Regions from separate parts of the Sus scrofa genome. Here all the other regions are linked to region 4. Evidence: chromatin contacts called from public Hi-C and HiChIP or PLAC-seq data. All regions are on one chromosome and are shown on one strand. The core of a region is the stretch at or near the end of the contact, and the rest is flanking DNA. Distances in the headings are between cores, read along the strand shown. Region 1 holds the start of EMD (emerin). Region 2 holds the start of DKC1 (dyskerin pseudouridine synthase 1). Region 3 holds the start of MECP2 (methyl-CpG-binding protein 2). Region 4 holds the start of G6PD (glucose-6-phosphate 1-dehydrogenase). Region 5 overlaps TEX28 (testis-specific protein TEX28).

Region 1 (3,355 bases), core at 37-2,536, 160 kb after region 4:
TGGACAGCACCTCCTCGCCCCAGGCTCCTAGGTCGGTTCTGGACGGACACTTCAGTTTGCCCACACTCCCTCAGCTGGCTTTTTAAAGAACGTGATTGTCACCGCCTTTCCCGTCCCCATGGGACAGCTCTTTATTGACCAAGGCCCTCACCAACTCCCTAGTGACAGTCCAGGCCCCTAGGCAGAGCTTGGCAGCCTTCCGTGCTTTGCCCCCTGCAGTCCCCTGGCTCCCCTGTCCTGGGGGCCCCCTCGGCACTAACACGGCCACGAAGCCCAGGTGCTCAGAGCCTGCCAAGGCTTCTCGGAACCCCTGAGCAGGTCCCTCGGGGTCCAGAAGGGCGCCATCCCGACAGGACAGGCAACCCCGACTGCCCCGGGTGGGCGGCCGGCGGGTCAGGCGGGCACTCGTCGTCTCCGCACGCGTGCACGCATCGCACGGCGCCCTCTGCCAGTGCCCACTGGCACGCCCGGGCCCCTTCCAAGGCCGCAGGCTCCTGGAGTGCCGGTGGCCTCCTGGCCCAGTGCCCCATTTCCTCCCGGGTGGAGCGGGGAGGGAGGGAGGCGGTGGGGACCGGCAGGCGCAGGTGCGCAGGCCAGGGCCGCGCAGAGCGGGAAGGCGGGCTGGGGCAAGGGGTCTGCGGGGCGGCTGCGGGGTGTCCCGGGCGTGGCGCACGCGCGCGAAGCGCTGGCAGCAGCGCCCGGCCCGGCCCCGCGCTCTCCGAAGGCTCGCCTTTAAGATCGGGCTCCTTCCCGCCGCTGCGGCTGCCGCTGCCTGGGCGGCGGGCTGGGGCGCGGCCAGAGAACCCCACGCGCCGGAGCTCGGGGGAGGAGGGGGCTGCGAGGGGCTGCGGGGGACCGAGGGGAGCCCACGTGACTCAGGGAGGGCGCGCCCCGCCCAGCGCGCGGCCCCGCCCCTCTCCCAGGTCCTGGCCGGTTTCTGCCGGTTCCACTGGCACAGGCCCCGCCCCACTCCACTTCCGACGGGAACAGCCCAGCGGGTGACGTCTCGGCTCGCCGGCCCCGCCCCGCTCCTACGTCCGGGCGGGTCTAAGCTCCGTCCCTTCGCGCGCAGGCCCAGCCCCCTCGCGGGTCTAATCCAAAGGCGCTAGCGTGTGACGTCTCTGGGCTCGCTGACCCCGCCCCGCTCCGGGACGCGCGGCCCCGCCCGCTCCCACGGTCCCACCGGTCTGCGGCGCTCCGGCGCAGGCGCACGCGACGCCCGTCTTTAGCCTCCAGCCAATCCCGCCCTTCGTGACGTCTGGGTTCGGCAGCCCCGCCCCGCCCCGCCCCGCCCGTTCCCAGGGCCCGAGCGGTCGGCGCCGGCGGCTCCTCTCGGCCTAGTCCCGCCCCGCGCAGCGCGCGCAGCCCGCAGAGACCGCGGCTGTTACGCGAGCGTGACGTGGCTGTGACGCGGGCGCGGCCGCTCCCGAGGCGCTCGCGCTGCCCCCGCCGCGCTCCGAGGTAGTCGTAGCTCGGCCCGTGTCGACAGGCCCGGGCCACCCCCAGGCCTCCGCCGCCCGCTGCCCGCCATGGACGACTACGCGGTCCTGTCGGACGCCGAGCTGGCTGCCGTGCTGCGCCAGTACAACATCCCGCACGGGCCTGTCGTGGGTACGCGGCGCCAGGGGGACCCCCTTCCTGCGCTTCGCCCCGCGCCCCCTTCCGCACCCCGTCCCGCGCTGCCCCCGGCTCCCCGCCCGCGCCCCTGACCGCCCCGTGCCCTATGTCTGGCCAGGTTCCACTCGCAAGCTCTACGAAAAGAAAATCTTCGAGTATGAGACCCAGAGGCGGAGGCTCTCGCCCCCGAACTCCTCCGCATCCTCTTTCTCCTATCGGTTCTCGGGTGAGGCCCCCGCCCCAGGGCTCCACCTGGCCGCCCTCGGGAACAGCATTTGGACGCCTGGGCGACGGGGAGGAAGTGGGCACGAGGGTGTGACGGGTGGGGAGGGGCCCAACGGGAAGGGGAGGGGAGCCTGGGGGCAAATGGTCCTGGCCCTTCCTCCGTTCAGACTTAGATTCTGCATCCGTGGACTCGGATATGTATGATCTGCCCAAGAAAGAGGACGCCTTACTTTACCAGAGCAAGGGTAAGGCAGGGGTGGGTGGGCACCCGGACCCCTTCGTTCCTGTGGCAGGGAGAACCTGAGAGCTCAGCCCCCACCGTCCTGCAGTGGCTCTGGAGGGCAGAGACCATGTCACAGCCCCCCCCCATGGGATTCACGTTAGGGCCATCCGGCCAGGTGGGGGACATCGTTGCCCCCTCTGCTACCGCTGCCCCCCCTTCCCAAGGCTATAATGACGACTACTATGAGGAGAGTTACTTGACCACCAGGACTTACGGGGAGCCTGAGTCTGTGGGCACATCCAAGGGCTTCCGCCAGCCCTCGGCTTCGCTCTCGGATGCTGACACCTTCCACCACCAGGTGAGCTGGCTTTCCGGCACCCTGGACTTGGGTATGAGGGGGTCGTGGCTGGGTTTGGATAAATCGAGGGGGCCACTGGGTGCAAATGCTTGCTCCCCGGCCTCCAGGGAGAAGTGGGGTCAGCAGACACCTGCTTGGTCAGGGTTTTCCTTTGGGGGTCTGTCAGCCCTGCACTCGGGTCCGGGGTGTAGATTTGCGCTCTTTCGGAGAATCCTGCAGCAGAAAGTGGGGTGCAGGCAGCCAGGACAGTCACTGACTGAGCGAGGGACAAGGCCCCGAAGATGCAAGGCCAGGAACCAAGAAGGCCGCAGGCCTCGCAGCCGTGTTCAGAGCGGGCTGGGCGAGGAAGCTGGGACTGAGGGGTGTGACGGCCACGCTCAGCCTGCCAGCCAGCCTCCTGACCCCGCTTCACTCGTGCAGGTCCGTGACGACAGTCTCTTCTCTTCTGAGGAGGACGGCAAGGATAGGTGAGTCGCAGGGAGGGCCAGAGACAGGGCTGATTCTGGGCTCAGGCCCTCCCGGCCTACCTGCTCCCCTCTTTGCCTCAGGGAACGCCCCGTGTACGGCCGGGACAGTGCCTACCAGAGCATCGCACACTATCGCCCCGTTTCCAACGTCTCCAGGAGCTCCCTGGGCCTGTCCTACTACCCCACATCCTCCTCCGCCTCCTCCGCCTCCTCATCTTCATCTCCCCCTACTTCGTGGCTCACCCGCCGTGCCATCCGGCCGGAAAAGCAGGCCCCCGGGGCCGGTCTGGGCCGGGATCGCCAGGTCCCGCTCTGGGGCCAGATGCTCCTGTTTCTGGTGTTTGCCGCCTTCCTGCTCTTTGTCTACTACTCCATGCAGGCTGAGGATGGCAGCCCTTTCTGGGCGGAGCCCTGAGGTCCGCCGCCTGCCTTAGCAGTGTTTGCGGGGGGTGGGGGGTGGGGGGC
Region 2 (3,670 bases), core at 507-3,006, 180 kb before region 4:
AAGCCGAATCTCGACTGCATGGACTCACACGAGCAAATCCCAGCCTCTTGCCTCGCTCACATATACTGGTTTATCCGAACGCTTCGTCGAGGGATCTTTTACTAACTTTACTCCCGATGTCAGAGCTGCTGCCCGTTACATTGTTTGTGAAAACTGTAATTCGACTCCTTGCTCGACTACGCCATTTACACCCAACCCAAGAGTCCACAAAGTCCAGGGAACACCAGGCGTAGTGTGCAGCTAGACACACTTCAGGGGTCAGGTCCTGTAGCCATCAGCCCGCCTACCTCTGAGAGAAGATACGATTTGCCAACAGCCTCAGAGGTTAAATGACTGGCCTAGGGTCACACACTGCCTGATGCGAGAGGTCTGGTGTCAGAGCACACACACTTTCAAGCACGGCCTGCTGCACAAACTGGTTCAAGTCTGTACCGGGAAGCTAAGTACGAAACTGAGAATGGTTAGAAGTGAGGCACCGACCTGACAGCATACGCACCTTTAGCAACAGGGGCCACTGAGATGTGTCCAACTGAGCCACTTTGGATTCAGGTTTGATGAGAAACTCTTCAGCATGCTGTATTTCCTGCCACAGGACAGAAACACAGCCTGTTAGACTTCCCACTTGATTCTGAACAATTCCATTCCTACCACACAAGTCTGTGCCTTTAAAATAAAAACCAAAGTAGCCTGTGCCTTCTCACCAGGACCTCCAAGGGAAAGCGGCTCAACAGCTCAGAAGGGTGAGTAAAGTGCCACCAAGATATGTGGCACAGGGTATGTGGGTGGGATAAGAAAGAGAATTTCAGGCAGAGCAGTTGGTGTGGCCAACACCCTTTAGCAAAGGCTACCTCTTTAGACAAAACGCTTAGGTTGGCTGGGGTTGTGCAGTTTCTACCCAACCACCACCCAATTCCAGCCCATTCTGCAGAAACCTTTAAAGAATTATCTTCTGTAACTGCTGTCTCAGTAACCTTTCTTTTTAGTAAAAGCGAAGTAAAAGAAATTCCTACTCACAGCCACATCTTCTTCTGGTAATGATTTCCGCTCCTTTTTCTTCTTATGCTTCTTCGGTAAAATAAGTACTTCTACAAAACACGCCAGGATTGGAGTTTTCCCAGAAAATAAAGACGACCAAGTTTAAGTCAGAGAAGGCCACCAGGGCAGGTAGGAAATGCACCGCAGGTGAGACGACGTGGGGGACCACATGCGCGGGCTGAACGCTCGGGTGACGACAGCACTGCACGTGTCGCCTCCCGGCCCGGCTCACCACGTGGCTGCGGCGGGGCTTAAACACGCCAGGGTGCGCGGCCCGCGGGCCCCTAACTTTCCTAAGTGACCGCGGATAATCCCCGAAGGCTAGTGGCTCCCACAACTTCCTTTCGACTTAGGGCTACGCGCTCGCCCGAGCCCCTCCGGCCTCTTGTCGGTCCGCGGCGTCCGACCTGGTGGCAGCGGACGCCTTTTGACGGCGACCCAGAGCCCTAAGGGGCCCTGGATCGCCGGCGGGAGACCCGGGCCGTGTGGCGTCAGGCACCGAGGGGCCCCTCGCTCTCCCGCCCTCACCCGTGGAGCCAAGGCCAAGAGACAAGGTCGACAGGAGGCCCGGCGGCTAGAGCTAGCAGAGCTCGGGCCTCGACGTTGTTCCCCGCACCACCGGCTCTCCCAGCGACGGACCTGGCCCCGGCCGGGGGGATTCAACCCGATCGCCCGGGGAAGAACGACACTTACCTTCCGCGTCCGCCATGTTGCCCGGCAGAGCGTGTGAGCCGCGTGGGCCACCCCCGAGGAAGCGACTACAGACTCCCGCCGCCGTCAGGCCGCGCCGCCAGGGCCCGCCCACCTGTGCGCCGCCCCGTGCGTGTCGTGCAGCGGGGCGGGGTGGGCGGGCTCGGGCTGGCGGGGCGGAGCCCGAAGCGCGCGCGAGACGGCCGCACGATCTCATTGGCGGAAACCCCGAGCCGCGGCTCTTGCGCGCGTGCGCCTTGGGCCTCCCCCACCCCCGTCCCGCCCTCGGCGGCTGGGTCTGGGAGCGCCTGCGCCGCCAGGCCCCGAGGCTGGGATCCTGTGGGCGTGGCCCCGGCGGCCAGTGGGCGTGGCCCCGGCGGCCAGTGGGCGTGGCCCCGGTGGCCGCCCGCTCGGCTCCGGGGCCTGGACCTCGGCGGAGCACCTAGGCTCCCCGCTGAGCGCTCTTTGCGTCCTCTCGCAGGCCCTTTAAGGTTGGTGCCGAATCAGCCTGGGTTAAGAAACGAAGACGTTGAGGCACTGAGAGCTGGAAAGTCACCCCGTCCAGCTAGAGCGGCACTAGCCAATAGAAGTGGAGTGCGAGCCACTTGTGGACTTTTAAATTTTCCAGCCGCCACTTGGAACAAAAGGAAAAGGAAAAAGGTTAAATTGGTTTTAATAGCAAACTTTTTTGAACTCAGTGATCCAAAATATTATCTTGTGCTTTTAGAAGGACCAAACTTGACTTCTGCAGTATTCGTTTAAGAAAGGCTAATCATGAGGAAACATCATGAATAATGCAACATTAGGCAAACCCAAACTGAGGGAGGCCTGCATTCTTAAAAAATATGTAGAGCATGAAAGACAAAGGTTCTAGATCTGTTCCAGATTAAAGAATAATAAAGAGGCATTGACAAATAAAAAATATATATATTATCATGTCTGTAAACCAGCTATAATGGAAAAATAAAAATCATTAAAGTAAAACTTAAAAAAAGGAAAAAAAATTATCGTGTCAACTTATGAGCAACAGACAACATTATGAATGGAATATTTTATAGGGCTTCTTTTCTGTACCAAGTCTTTCCCGCGTGTGTTTTACGCGTCTGGCAAGCCTCAGTTTGGACTCCACGACTGGGCTCCATGCGAAGTGCTCTAGAGGCACAGCTTGCTTGCGGCTGTGGAATCAGACAGCCAAGGAAGACGTGCCCCCAGGTTCAAGTGCTCTTCCCATATCACTGCTGCTCTTCTCACTGCTGTGTCTCTTAACTGGGAGTCCTTAACGGAGCCTGCGCAGACGCGACTGATCCCTAATTCTTTATTGTGATCGTAAATGGAATATGTACCATCTTTTCTAATTCCTCGCTGCTGATAAAACAGGACAGCTATTGCTTTTCTTCCGTTTCCTCCTCTGCCATCCAAGGATTAGATTTTTTTCCATTTTATTTCACTCTGACTTAAAAATATAAAAATATATATGATTGGTTTTTCTCACTTTTATTCAATCTACAATTTATTTTGGTATATACCAAGACAAGAATACTAATGCTCTAACTAGACTCTTTTTTCCCTGTGGCTGCACCTGCCGCATGTGGAAGTTCCAGGGCTGGGGCTCGAACCTGCACCACAGGAGAGACAACTCCAGATCCTTAACCTGCTGCACCACAGCAGGAACTCCCTAACTTGACTTTTTATAGCTATCCAAAGTCCTCAATATCCGCCAATCCGTGCAACCAATTCCTTACTCCCCCCATTATTTTATAATGCTTAACTGATACAGACTTGGCAAAATTTGAGGTACTCATGCCTGGTTCTCCAACACTTCTCATCTGATCTACCAGCAAAGCCTGTCACTCCTGCTTTCAAGTGATCCAGAATCTGAGGGTTTTTCAGCACCGCAGTGCTGTCACTGTAAGCCATACCACCACGATGGCTCTCCTAGATTTTT
Region 3 (3,662 bases), core at 70-2,569, 250 kb after region 4:
CCACATCAACTTACTCGTGAGACCTCAACACGTCAGGTGTAGTCTCTCCTCAGGGCCTTTGAACTTGCCCAACATCTTCTTCTCTCCCCAGATAGCCATATGGGGAATAATATGTGAGCAAAAGCCTGTGGTTATATAAGCAGCACCCCCTTTACCCTTGCTTTATCTGTCTGAAAGCGCTTATCACTAGGAGACATATTACACACTTATTTGTACATATTGCTTTGTATGAAGCCTCCCCCACAGGAATGATAGTTTTGCTGTCTTATTCAGTACTGTGCATCCAGAGCCTGGAACAGTGTCTTCCATAACGTGTATTTAATAAATTAACAGAGGGTAAGGAGCCACATCAGAATCAGAGGGTTCCTTGACCCTAGCTCAAGGGTCACTGGATGAATCGGATGATAGCTGGAATCAGAGTAAGGTCGCCTAGACAAACAGGCCTATCCTGAACACTCCATTAGCTAAAACTTTTCTCATACTCTTAAATATTTTTCTCACCGGCACTGTGGATCTTAGCTCCCAAATCACTTCTTCTAGAAGTCTTTCCTCTCCTGTGCAGGCAGTTAAGGGCTGCTGCCTTTGTGCTTCCATTGTGCCTTCTGCCCACCTCCACCAGACTATCTGCAGCCTTGGCTCTTCCCCCATCAGAGTTTCAAGAAGATCAAGGCTGTGATTTGTTCCTCAGTTTATTCCCTGCCCCTGTGATTGTGTGGCACACTACAGGTCAGATGTAAGAATGCATTGGGTAGGCCTCTTAAACCAAGGTCCCTCGGCTGGAACAATGTCAGGCAACTTTGCTGCTTGTACTGAAGGTGGTAATGTGGAGAAAATGCGGGTGCGGTGAAACACGTATAGCGGCGTACTGGGTGTGTTTGTGGACAGCGGGTCGAGGGCCCGGCATGGCCGCGCAAACAAGCGTCCCGAGCCTAGGCCTAGCTTTGCTCCAGCATCCGCAAGGGCCCATTAATCCTTAATATTCAAATTCCGCCCACTAAACCAGCCCCCCGGAGCCCAAGCCGCTTCTTTTTCCCAAATGACGGCCGTTGGCAGCCAATCCGCAGCTAGACGGGGCGTCCGCCCCCTTTTCCCTTGCCGGAATGGACACGATCTCCCGCCAATTGGCGGCGTCGCCGCCGAGACCCCGCCCCACCCCGGGCGCCGCACCCAATGGCGTGCGGGCTCGCGGCGGCGCCGGGGGCCGGGCGCGGGTGCGCAGGTGCAGCAGCGCGCAGGCCGGCCGGGAGGGCGGGGCGCGACGTCGGCCGTGCGGGGTCTCGGCGTCGGCGGCGCGCGCGCTCCCTCCTCTCGGAGAGAGGGCTGTGGTAAAAGCCGTCCGGAAAATGGCCGCCGCCGCCGCTGCCGCGCCGAGCGGAGGAGGAGGAGGAGGCGAGGAGGAGAGACTGTGAGTGGGACCGCTGCGGCCGCGGGCGGGGACCCTTGCTGGGGGGCGGGGGTAGGGGCGGGACGTGGCGCGGGAGGGGCCCGCGGGGTCGGGCGACACGGCTGGCGGATGGCGTCCCTCCTCTCTTACCCTCCCCCTCCCGCTGGTGACGGCCCCCCCCCCTCGGCCCGTTACCCGCACTTGCGGGTGACCGTCCTCGGCGCAGCCTCCCAGGGCAGCCTTCGCCTGGTTCCCCCCTCCCTCCCTCCCTCCCGCCTTCGGCGCGCATCCCGGCCCCTGGCCCCGCGGGCGCCCCTGTCGCCGGGGCTTCGCCTGTCGGGGCTGCGCGCGCGTCGTGCCCTTCGCGGGGCTTCGGGCCCGCGGCGCCGTCGCGCGCCCGCGGCCCCGGCCTCTCCCTGGATCGCGCTTTCGCGTCTCCCTCCCTCGCGCGCCCCCTCTCCCGTTACTCGGCCCCCCCACCGACGCGCGTGCGCAGTCCGCCTCCCGTCGGGAGAGTGCGCCACAAGGGCTCCGGCGCTCTCACCCCCATCTCCAGGCTTTGCCTCCCCCTCCTTCTCGCCCATTCCATGACTTTCTGCCCCCACTGCGAGCGAGTTCCTTTCGCATCTAGCAGGAACAAGTAGGTGGGAATTATTGTCCACCCACAAAAGGCGCTAGACATTGTGTTCCTGGTCCCACGGCTCATCATAAAGAGGCGGTTATAGTTACCATCAGGAGCCGTGGGTCGGGGACTGCGTGTCCGGCAGCACCTGAGGCTCTTCGGTGGGAGCTCGCCCCCAGGGTCTTTGGGGGTGCTGTGGCCTCAGAATCTGAGCGCCCTCCCCTCCTCCCCCCGTTCGCCGGCGATCTTCCAGTTACATAAGTGGAGTGGGACATAGTATGTGACCGGCTTCCAGAGCCGCGGAGCGCGCCTTGCTCACGATCCCCAGCCCCGGATGGGGCAATTTCATCGCCCCTCTGTGGTTCCTGTCAGTTGTCCCCGAAAGTTTCTTTTCTTTTTCGTGTGGTTCTGACTGAATCACCCAAACTGAAATTCAGGTGACTTGTACGTGGCGTGGCAATGTTTTCTGTGGGTTTGCACTGAAGACTTAAGGTCACTGTGAAGAGTCTAAAGATTGCTTTGACGGAGGAGACCGTTTATGGCATTACCAAGTGTGGATCAACGGGGCGGGGGTGGGGGGGGAGCTTGCTCTGGAACATACCTCTGTGGCCGTCGCTTCTGTTGTGTGTTTGGTGTAGATTGGTCACAGCAGAAATGGGCTCCACCACAAAAATGATATTCCTGACTCATGGTCAGGCAGATGTGTGCTTCTGATTATTTTTCCAGGAACAGGAACGGGCTCTGTAGAGCCATTCCCATGTTGTGTCTTTGCTGTGCAGGATCAGTGCCCCACATTGTGAGATGGTAGGATCGAATTCAGGGAGTGCTTGGTGATCGTGGAACCAAACCTACTAGCCCGTGAGGCTGAGTGGCTTAGACTTTGTAGGACTCTCACAACTTTTAGGCATTTTGTCATTCTACAAAAAGGAAGCATATTCAGGCCTTGGGAGGAGAATTCATTGTTAATGGACAATTACTCTAGGGGAGAAATTTGGGTTTCAAAGCCAGAATTTTCATCTGCGTCTTAGTGATTTCACTTAACAATGAGATTAACTGCTCCTCTTGGGTTGTTTGAAACATGCTGGATCCTTATTGCAGACAACCAGCCAACCAGATCCGGATTTTTTTAGGTCTCTTGGGAATTTCCACCAGGGATTCAGGGAAATAGGCTTGTTTATGGGCTTTTTAGGACTTGTACTTAAAAGTCCAGTCAGGGAGCCTAGGAAGCCTTTGGTTTTATGTTCTTACCCAGACCATGTCAGAACCTTAAAGGACACAGCCAGTGTAGTAGAAGTACGGGATTAAATAAGTTGTCACCGAGCGCACATCGCTGGCCCGGCCCTGCCGTACATTCCTGTCCACACACACACACAAGCCTCACTTGACAAAGCTTCCAGGGTTTGTACATCTGAGCCCGAGATGTGAGAGGACAAGGGCTCTGCTTCGTTTGGCATCATTGGCAGTGCGTTAGCCCTCTCGACTGCCCCTCCAGACAGCTGTTCCATCCTACCCCTATCCCTTTAAACTGCACAGCTTCCAGAATATAGTTTCTCTGCAGAGTGCCTGGTGGCATCTGAAGTCATTGTGTCCTAACACCTTGAAGAAACCTTCTGTGGCTTTCTTGCCAGTACTGGCCCATCACACCATGCTGTCTCT
Region 4 (3,532 bases), core at 461-2,960:
CACAATCTAGTACATTCCTACCCTACCATGTTAATAATATTGAGCAGGAGTGGCGCAGTGGTTAACGAATCCGACTAGGAACCATGAGGTTGCGGGTTCGATCCCTGCCCTTGCTCAGTGGGTTAACGATCCGGCGTTGCCCTGAGCTGTGGTGTAGGTTGCAGACACGGCTCAGATCCCACATTGCTGTGGCTCTGGTGTAGGCCGGCGGCTACAGCTCTGATTGGACCCCTAGCCTGGGAACCTCCATATGCCCGGGAGCGGTCCAAGAAATGGCAAAAAGACAAAAAAAAAAAAAAAAAAAAAAAAAAAAAAAAAAACACTGAGCAACACAGAGAAACAGCTCACAAGAAACCACATATTATGAGTCCATTTATGTGAACTATCCAGAATAGGCAAACATAGAGAGATGGAAAGACTAATAGATGCTTAGAACTGAAGTAGATAAGGTGATGGGTTGATGAAAATGTTCGAGAATGAATGGTGATGGTTGTGCAGGTGTGTGAATATACTGAAAAGCAGTGAATTGTTCACTTTCAATGGGTGAATTGTGTGGTATGTGAATTATATGTCAATAAAGCTATTTTTGAAAATAAGAGATTATGAGGGGTATAAATTAAGCAAAGGTAGCAACAGGTTGATAACTGTTGACGCTGGGAGGTGGGTACCTTGGGTTTATACTATCCTTTCTACTTTTGCACATCTTTGGTATTTTTCACAATAAAACGATCCGAGCCCCATCATCTCTCACCTGGATAACTGCAATAACCTCCTAGCAGATCACCTTGCTCCAACCCTTGCCCCCTACGTACAGTCTGTTCTACCCACCGCGCCAGAACAATCAGACCAAAAGGTAATTCCTACCACGTCTCTCCTCTATCCAGATCCCTACCATAGTTCCTCATGGCCCTCCGCCAAAAAGCCACAACCCGTACAACAAGATAGTAGGCCGTGCACTATCTGGTCCCCCATTGCTTCCTCTCTAACTATTCCCCCCTCGCTCACTCTATTCCAGGTATAGTGGCCTCCTTATGGCCCATTCATCCTCAAGTCACAGAACTGATATGAGGTCCGGCAGACATTAACCGTTGTGCAAAGTGAGCAAAATGAAGCGCATGAGGAAAGATGCTTAGCTGTCAAATTACCCTTGAGGCTTTTTTAAAGAACTTAACAACTTCAAATGTAGTCAAGTTCGATGAACAGAAAATGTCTCCGAAGTAGAATAGTCATCCACGAACTAGGGGTGTGGTCAGACTCCGCCGCGGCAGAGGAAGGAGAGGCGAAAACTGCCCCGCTCGTCGCCAGAGTAACCTGGGTCCTGAATTGGCCAGCCTCGGCGGGTGATCTAGAAGCGGGCGGCAGAACCGGGCCGGGGCCCAATAGGAGGGGAAAGCCTGGTCGTCCAGGGGGGGTCTCGGAGGTGGCGGAACGCCCACCAATAGTACCCTATCTTCGGAGAAGAGGACCACACCTGTCAGCAGAGTCGGTCCGACGTGAGAAGGGCGGGAGCGGCGGGTCCCGAGCGCTCCTCGGACCCCGGCGCTCGGAGAAAGTTCGGGTTCCGCGGTCGCCCTTCCCTTCTCGGGCTGCCAAATTCCCATTTCCTGCTTCCGGTGTCGTAGCTGTGGGATCCGGAAGTAAAACACTCACACTCCGCCCCCACCCCGCCCCCAGCAGGCCCGCGAGAGGCGCGAGGGAGACTTGTCCCCAGACGGAAGCCCGAGCGTACCAGGCTCGGCTGGCCCGTAGGACACTCTTCAATAATATGCGTCGCGACCCGCATTTCCCCTTGTCTCTCCGGCGGCGGCATCCAGCGAGCGGCAGGTCGGCTGCCCCGCCCCCACTAGGGGAGGAGCCACGACGAGGCTATCATGTGATAGGGCCAGTTTGATCGGAGTCGACGACCCGTCCAGTGAGGGGGCGAGGCTAAAGAGGGCCCCGCCTACAAGTGGGGTCGAGGGGCGTGACCACGCTGCCGGCGGAAGTGGAGCCCTTCTTGAGGGCGCAGGACAACCCCGGGCTGACGAGAAAGCCAGACTGTAGGGGCGGGGCCAGGCCAGGGATGGGAACGCGGGCGAGCTGTGGGGAGCTGCACACGGACTCGCGAAGCATCGGGGACACGGCGCAGCGGCGGCGAGGACAGCAGGGGGCCCGCAGCCCGGCGGCCGGCGCAGGTGCTCAAGGGGCGGAGCGGGTCAGGCCGGCAGGCCTCGCGCGGGAGCGGGGGGGGGGGGGTCCCACCGGCCCGAGATGCGCGCGCACCTGCCTCGCCCCGCCTCTCGGGGGAGGGGCACACGGAGGCCCCGCCCGCGCGCCTCGCCTGAGGCTGGTCAGCTCAGACCAGGTGCCCGCCCCCGCCAGTTAAATGGGCAGGCGGGGCGCAGCCCCAGGAAACTGCCGGGAACTCCGGGGCTGCGAGCGCGAAGGGCAGCAGCGGTGAAGCACAGGTAACTGAGTGGGCGAACGCTTTGATTTGCCACGCTTGGGAAGGGGGCAAAATCGAGAGGGTGTTAACTGATCTAACCGTCCCCTGCATACCCCCATTGGGCCCCTGAGGGGACCCCGAGAGGGGCGGGGATTGGCCGGGGTCTCCCAGCGGTGGTGGAGGAGGACTAGATCTACACTGTCAGCTGCTTGATCTAACTTGCTCCAGCTCATTGAGGAGCTTCCGCCTGAATCCTTGGTGAGATGGCCTTAGCAGGTGGTCCGATGTTCCAGCTTGGTGTTACTCCCCCAGAGCTGAGGCCCTCGTTGGAGTCCACTAATGCTTAGAGTAATGTTGTAATGTACACGCTGAAAGAAGGCTGTCTGGAGAGTATGACCAGAGCCAGCAGTTTCTCATCCCCCAACCATCCTGCTCGCAGCCATTCCCACCAAGTGGTTTCAGTAATCAGGCATCAGCTGGACGAGAGCCCAAAGGACTCCTCCAGAAAGGGGCCAGCCAGCTTCTCAGTGCTTTCCGGTTCTCCTGCCTCATCAATAAGTTTTTTTTCCTCCAGAGAGTACCATGGCAGAGCAGGTGGCTCTGAGCCGGACCCAAGTGTGCGGGATCCTGCGGGAAGAGCTGTACCAGGGCGATGCTTTCCATCAGTCGGATACACATATCTTTATCATCATGGGAGCATCGGTGAGTCTCCCCCAGGCCCCACATCTTAAATGCAGCAGACTTAGAGCAGGACATGGCTTAGGTCCCTTCCCTCTCCGTGCCTGGGCTCGCCCACCTGCTTGTTATAGGGCCTCTCCAGCTCTGCTTGGCTGGGCTCTCCCTCCTGCTCTTGCGCCACTATCACCCCAGCACCCCCTGGTGTAGGCGTATTGCAAGGCCTTGCTGAAGTCTGTGTGCAGCCATTGGCTGCAGCCTCATGCCCTGGAGCCCGGAGGTCCGCAGGGGCTGTGTGCTTGGACTTCCTCCTCCGTGGGGAAAAGTGAGAGGCAAACAGGGGAAGCTGTTCATTCTGGGAGTGTGTTTTCCAAACTCGCGTCTGACTTGGTAAACGGCGTGAAGTCAGTTTAGTTCCAGAGGTAGGATCTG
Region 5 (3,699 bases), core at 968-3,467, 210 kb after region 4:
TCAAGGTCAGATTTACATAAAGAAAGACCAGAACTTGGGGAGTTCCCGTTGTGACTCACTGGGTTAAGAACCCAACTAGCATCCATGAGAACGTGGGTTCGATCCCTGGCCTCGCTCAGGGGGTTAAGGATCCGGTGTTGCTGTGAGCTGTGGTGGAGGTCGCAGATGCGGCTCGGGTCCCGTGCTGCCATGGCTGTGGTGTAGACCTGCAGCTGCAGCTCCAATTCCACCCCTAGCCTGGGAACCTCCATATGCCGCGGGTGCAGCCCTAAAAAGCAAAAAAAAAAAAAAAAAAAAAAGAATTTACTTGATGACTTGCCATTTGTGCAGAGTATATTGGGTGAACAGATACTTGGCCACAGTTGGGATTTTGAATGTCCTCGTGGCCAAATCCTTCCTGTAAGTGGAAAGACAGTCACGGGGAATCTCCTTTCTGGGTGGGTACCCTGCCATCTCCCCCCTCTGTGGGCAGTAGCCTCGGCCACGTTGTCAGACCTGTCCCTTCTCAGCAGGGAACAAGGCACAGACTGATGGCATATTCCTTGAAATACCGTCGTGAACTGGTTCTTGATGAATTGGCTTTCAACAAATGGGTGTTCAGCTTATCAGCTGCCTAGGGGCTGTCTCCATGTGGGTGGCAGTCCCGTCCTTGCAGCAGGACCCAAGTGACCTGCTCCCCTCCCATTCCCCGGCTGTGCAGCCGCACCATTGCTTCTGTGTTCTGTGTCCCCTGTGCTCTCTAGTACCTTCCACGTCTGCAGCATCACCACCCCCGGCTTGGGTCAGGCAGGCCTTCCTCTGCTCTTCCCTAAAGAGCTACAAGCCGCCAGGCCTCTCTCCTTCTGGCCCATCCTTCTTGATGCCCAAACGAGGAACCTCAATGGTTTTTTTTTATTCCCTTTTCAAAATGATTTTTATTTTTTCCATTGTAGTTGGTTTACAGTTTTCCGTCAATTTTCTGCTGTATCAAGGCTTTTTAAAATCATGAGATGTTCAGGGAACACAGAAAATAATATGATTAACATTTTATGCCCACCCCCAGCTTTCTCTAATCTTTTTTGTTTGTTTGTTTGTTTGTTTTTTGTCTTTTTAGGGCTGCACCCGTGGCATATGGAGATTCCCAGGCGAGGGATCAAAATGGAGCTTCAGCCGCCGGCCTACACCAGAGCCACAGCAACTTGGGATCTGAGCTGCGTCTGTGACCTGCACCACAGCTCACGGCAACACCGGATCCTTAACCCACTGAGCGAGGCCAGGGGTCGAACCTGCGTCCTTGTGATGGATTTCCACTTCAGCACGACGGGAACTCCAGATTTTATTTTTTTTTAAGACATATAACTTGAAAAGATGTGAATTTCCTGATGGCGCATCGAGTGAGTTAAGAATCTGGCTCAGGTCACTGCTGTGGCTCAGGTTCAGTCCCTGGCCTGGGAATTTCCACATGCCATGGGTGCGACCAAACCAAACCAAACCAAAAACAAAAAAAGAAAAGTAAAAGTTGTGTCAAACCAGCTGGGAAAACAATTTTTAAAAAACTTTAAAAGATTCACTTGAAATGCTTCCATTCCCTCATCCCCTTCTGCCCACCTCACTCTCTTCATCAGGTGCTTAGCTTTTCCAGGTATTTTTTAAGACTTTTACTACTTACAAGTGTGGCCATAAACAAAAGGTAGGGATGTTTCATTTGTGGATTTTCTTTTTGTCTTTTTAGGGCTGCACCCTCGGCACATGGAAGTTCCCAGACTGGGGGTCCATTCGGAGCTATAGGCGCTGGCCTACACCACAGCCACAGCCACGCCAGATCTGAGCTGCGTCTGTGACCTACACTACATCTCACGGCAACACTGGATCCTTAACCCACTGGGTGAGGCCAGGGATCGAACCTGCGTCATCATGGATACTAGTCAGATTTGTTTCTGCCACGATGGGAGCCACGATGGGAACTCCAGGGGTTTTTTAATAGCTGCGCCATGGCATATGAAATTTCCTGGGCTAGGGATTGAGTCCAAGCCACAGCTGCGACCTGTGCCACAGGTGCGGCAATGCCAGATCCTTAATCTGCTGTGCCACAGCAGGAACTCCTTATTCGTGTTTTTTTAACAACTCTACTGAGATACAGTTTTCATGCCATAAAATGCACCATTATGCCTGTATGTAAACTTACTGAGTTGTGCAACCGTTACCACAAACCAGTCTTGGTTTCTGTTTTGATAACGGCTTTATTGAGACATGATTCGCATCCCATGCAATTCACCCCTTCATTGTGTACAGTTTAGCGGTTGTCAGTGTAGTGGCGGAGCTGCGTGGCCACCGCCACCATCTCAGTCCAGGACAGTGCCACCGGTGCAAAGGGCAGCCCCATCCCCGTTAGCAGTCACTCCCCACCTCCCCTCTGTTTCCGGCTTTACAGACGGGCCTGTGCCGACGTTTCCCCTGCACGGACTCGCACAGGGCGTGCTCTTTTGCGACTGCTCTACGTCTGGAAGCCGTGGATGGTTGTGGCGTAACCGCTGCGCACCGCACCCTGGGTGGGGACATGCTCGGAATTTAATAGAAAACCTGGCCAGTTTAGACGGCAGTCCCTACAACTCGCAGTTTGTTGCTGTTTCTGTAAAGCAGGAGTAACTGTACAAAAGATGGACGCATGTCGGTGTGTGCCGGGGAGGCTGATGTGCATTTAGGGTGTTCTGAGACGGAGCCGGAGCAGGCGCGGGGGGTGGGGGGCACTGGAGCCTGGGGCGACAGGAGGAAGGTGGATTCTGAACCCAAGTCTAGTCGGGATGCAGGACTGCTCAACAGCCGCTCGGGCCGCGGGCAGGGTGCTCGGAGTGTTCTTATCTCTTTTGCTCCCCAGACGAGCGCTGGCGGAAGGACAGGTGAATGAGCACCTGCAGGGGCACCTGGACGAGATTTACCTCCTCAAACAGAATCTGGCCTGCGCCGAAGAGAAGATGGCCTACCTGTCCTACGAGAGAGCCAAGGAGATATGGGTGAGGAGGAAAAGCTGAGCGAACCCCCGGACACCCTCCAAGCCCAGGGGGGCCGCAGGGCCTCGGGCGCGGCCCTGCCGTGGGGACAGCGGCAGCTCAGGCGCCGTGTCCGCTCCTGGCGGTCACGCTGCCCTCTGCCGTGCACCGTAGCTGATCTGGGAACTCGGCCAGGCCCTGCTTTCCTCCTGGGCTCTGGACCCCCTCCTACGTCTTCCGCTCCCCAGCGCTCGGCGCGCGCCCCTTGAAGCTCAGGCAGGTGGCCTCCGGTGACGGTGTGTGCTTCTGTCCCCTGCAGGAGGTCACGGAGACTTTCAAGAGCCGAATCTCCAAGCTTGAGACGCTACAGCAAGTGACCCACCTGGAGGTGCCGGGGACCGTCTGGGACCGTCCCCAGGAGCTCACGTTCTGGTTTGCGAGCCTGCTGCTCGCCCTGGCCGCCGTCCTCCTGGTCCTGGTGTCCGCCGTGTGCGCCTGCCCCCTGCCGCTGGAGAACTCGCGCCTGTGTGCGTGCGCGGGGCTCCTGCTGCTCGGGCTCGGGGCCCTGGCCTGGCAGAAGCGGCACGCCATCCCCAGCGTGGACTGGCAGGCCTGGGTCCCCGCCAGATGGAGACTGGGCTCCAAGGACTCCAGGCCTCTGTCGGATGGGCCTTGAAGGGCCTGGGTTTGCCAGCGCCTCCCGCCTGTGGGCAGCCAGGGCCGACAGCCCCCC

Evidence for each region. Hi-C and Micro-C count contacts between places; a contact is called where the count stands out from the background. HiChIP or PLAC-seq counts read pairs in DNA pulled down with a chosen protein or histone mark.
Region 1: an H3K27ac HiChIP or PLAC-seq map of skeletal muscle shows a contact between it and region 4. The contact joins the promoter of EMD here to the promoter of G6PD in region 4. A contact is called at or near these places in 1 of 5 promoter capture datasets (fetal liver), 1 of 47 Hi-C or Micro-C datasets (heart right ventricle) and 2 of 2 datasets of contacts at active chromatin or transcription factors (alveolar macrophages and skeletal muscle).
Region 2: a Hi-C map of liver shows a contact between it and region 4, with 8 times the contacts expected there. The contact joins the promoter of DKC1 here to the promoter of G6PD in region 4. A contact is called at or near these places in 1 of 5 promoter capture datasets (fetal liver), 4 of 47 Hi-C or Micro-C datasets (embryonic fibroblasts, liver and skeletal muscle) and 1 of 2 datasets of contacts at active chromatin or transcription factors (alveolar macrophages).
Region 3: a Hi-C map of skeletal muscle shows a contact between it and region 4, with 14 times the contacts expected there. The contact joins the promoter of MECP2 here to the promoter of G6PD in region 4. A contact is called at or near these places in 3 of 5 promoter capture datasets (fetal liver, fetal skeletal muscle and liver), 3 of 47 Hi-C or Micro-C datasets (liver and skeletal muscle) and 1 of 2 datasets of contacts at active chromatin or transcription factors (alveolar macrophages).
Region 5: a contact with region 4 is called in an H3K27ac HiChIP or PLAC-seq map of alveolar macrophages. The contact joins the enhancer-like site here to the promoter of G6PD in region 4. A contact is called at or near these places in 2 of 5 promoter capture datasets (fetal liver and liver), 11 of 47 Hi-C or Micro-C datasets (alveolar macrophages, blood, fetal liver and 7 more) and 2 of 2 datasets of contacts at active chromatin or transcription factors (alveolar macrophages and skeletal muscle).

What each region holds. Positions count from the first base shown.
Region 1 is chrX:124,883,360-124,886,714 of Sscrofa11.1, reverse strand. It overlaps EMD (emerin), which reads left to right and starts at 1,286. Exons shown (of 3, transcript XM_021080757.1): 1 at 1,286-1,611; 2 at 1,736-2,890; 3 at 2,972-3,355. The coding sequence starts at 2,043. The coding sequence ends at 3,305.
Region 2 is chrX:125,217,014-125,220,683 of Sscrofa11.1, reverse strand. It overlaps DKC1 (dyskerin pseudouridine synthase 1), which reads right to left and starts at 1,756. Exons shown (of 15, transcript NM_001142668.1): 1 at 1,729-1,756; 2 at 1,015-1,085; 3 at 497-583. The coding sequence starts at 1,744.
Region 3 is chrX:124,786,720-124,790,381 of Sscrofa11.1, reverse strand. MECP2 (methyl-CpG-binding protein 2) reads left to right here and starts at 1,319. Exons shown (of 5, transcript XM_021080802.1): 1 at 1,319-1,405.
Region 4 is chrX:125,039,218-125,042,749 of Sscrofa11.1, reverse strand. G6PD (glucose-6-phosphate 1-dehydrogenase) reads left to right here and starts at 1,710. Exons shown (of 13, transcript XM_021080744.1): 1 at 1,710-2,174; 2 at 3,000-3,127. The coding sequence starts at 2,063. It also overlaps a transcript of IKBKG not described here.
Region 5 is chrX:124,828,344-124,832,042 of Sscrofa11.1, reverse strand. It overlaps TEX28 (testis-specific protein TEX28), which reads left to right. Exons shown (of 5, transcript XM_021080756.1): 4 at 2,855-2,990; 5 at 3,286-3,699. The coding sequence ends at 3,642. Among named protein-coding and RNA genes, the nearest start is that of TKTL1, 9.9 kb to the left of the region's middle. Within about 2 kb of position 2,217, at least 1 of the 83 cell types and tissues checked has an H3K27ac peak or open chromatin away from gene starts, as enhancers often do. A contact at or near this core is called in alveolar macrophages, where this site is marked.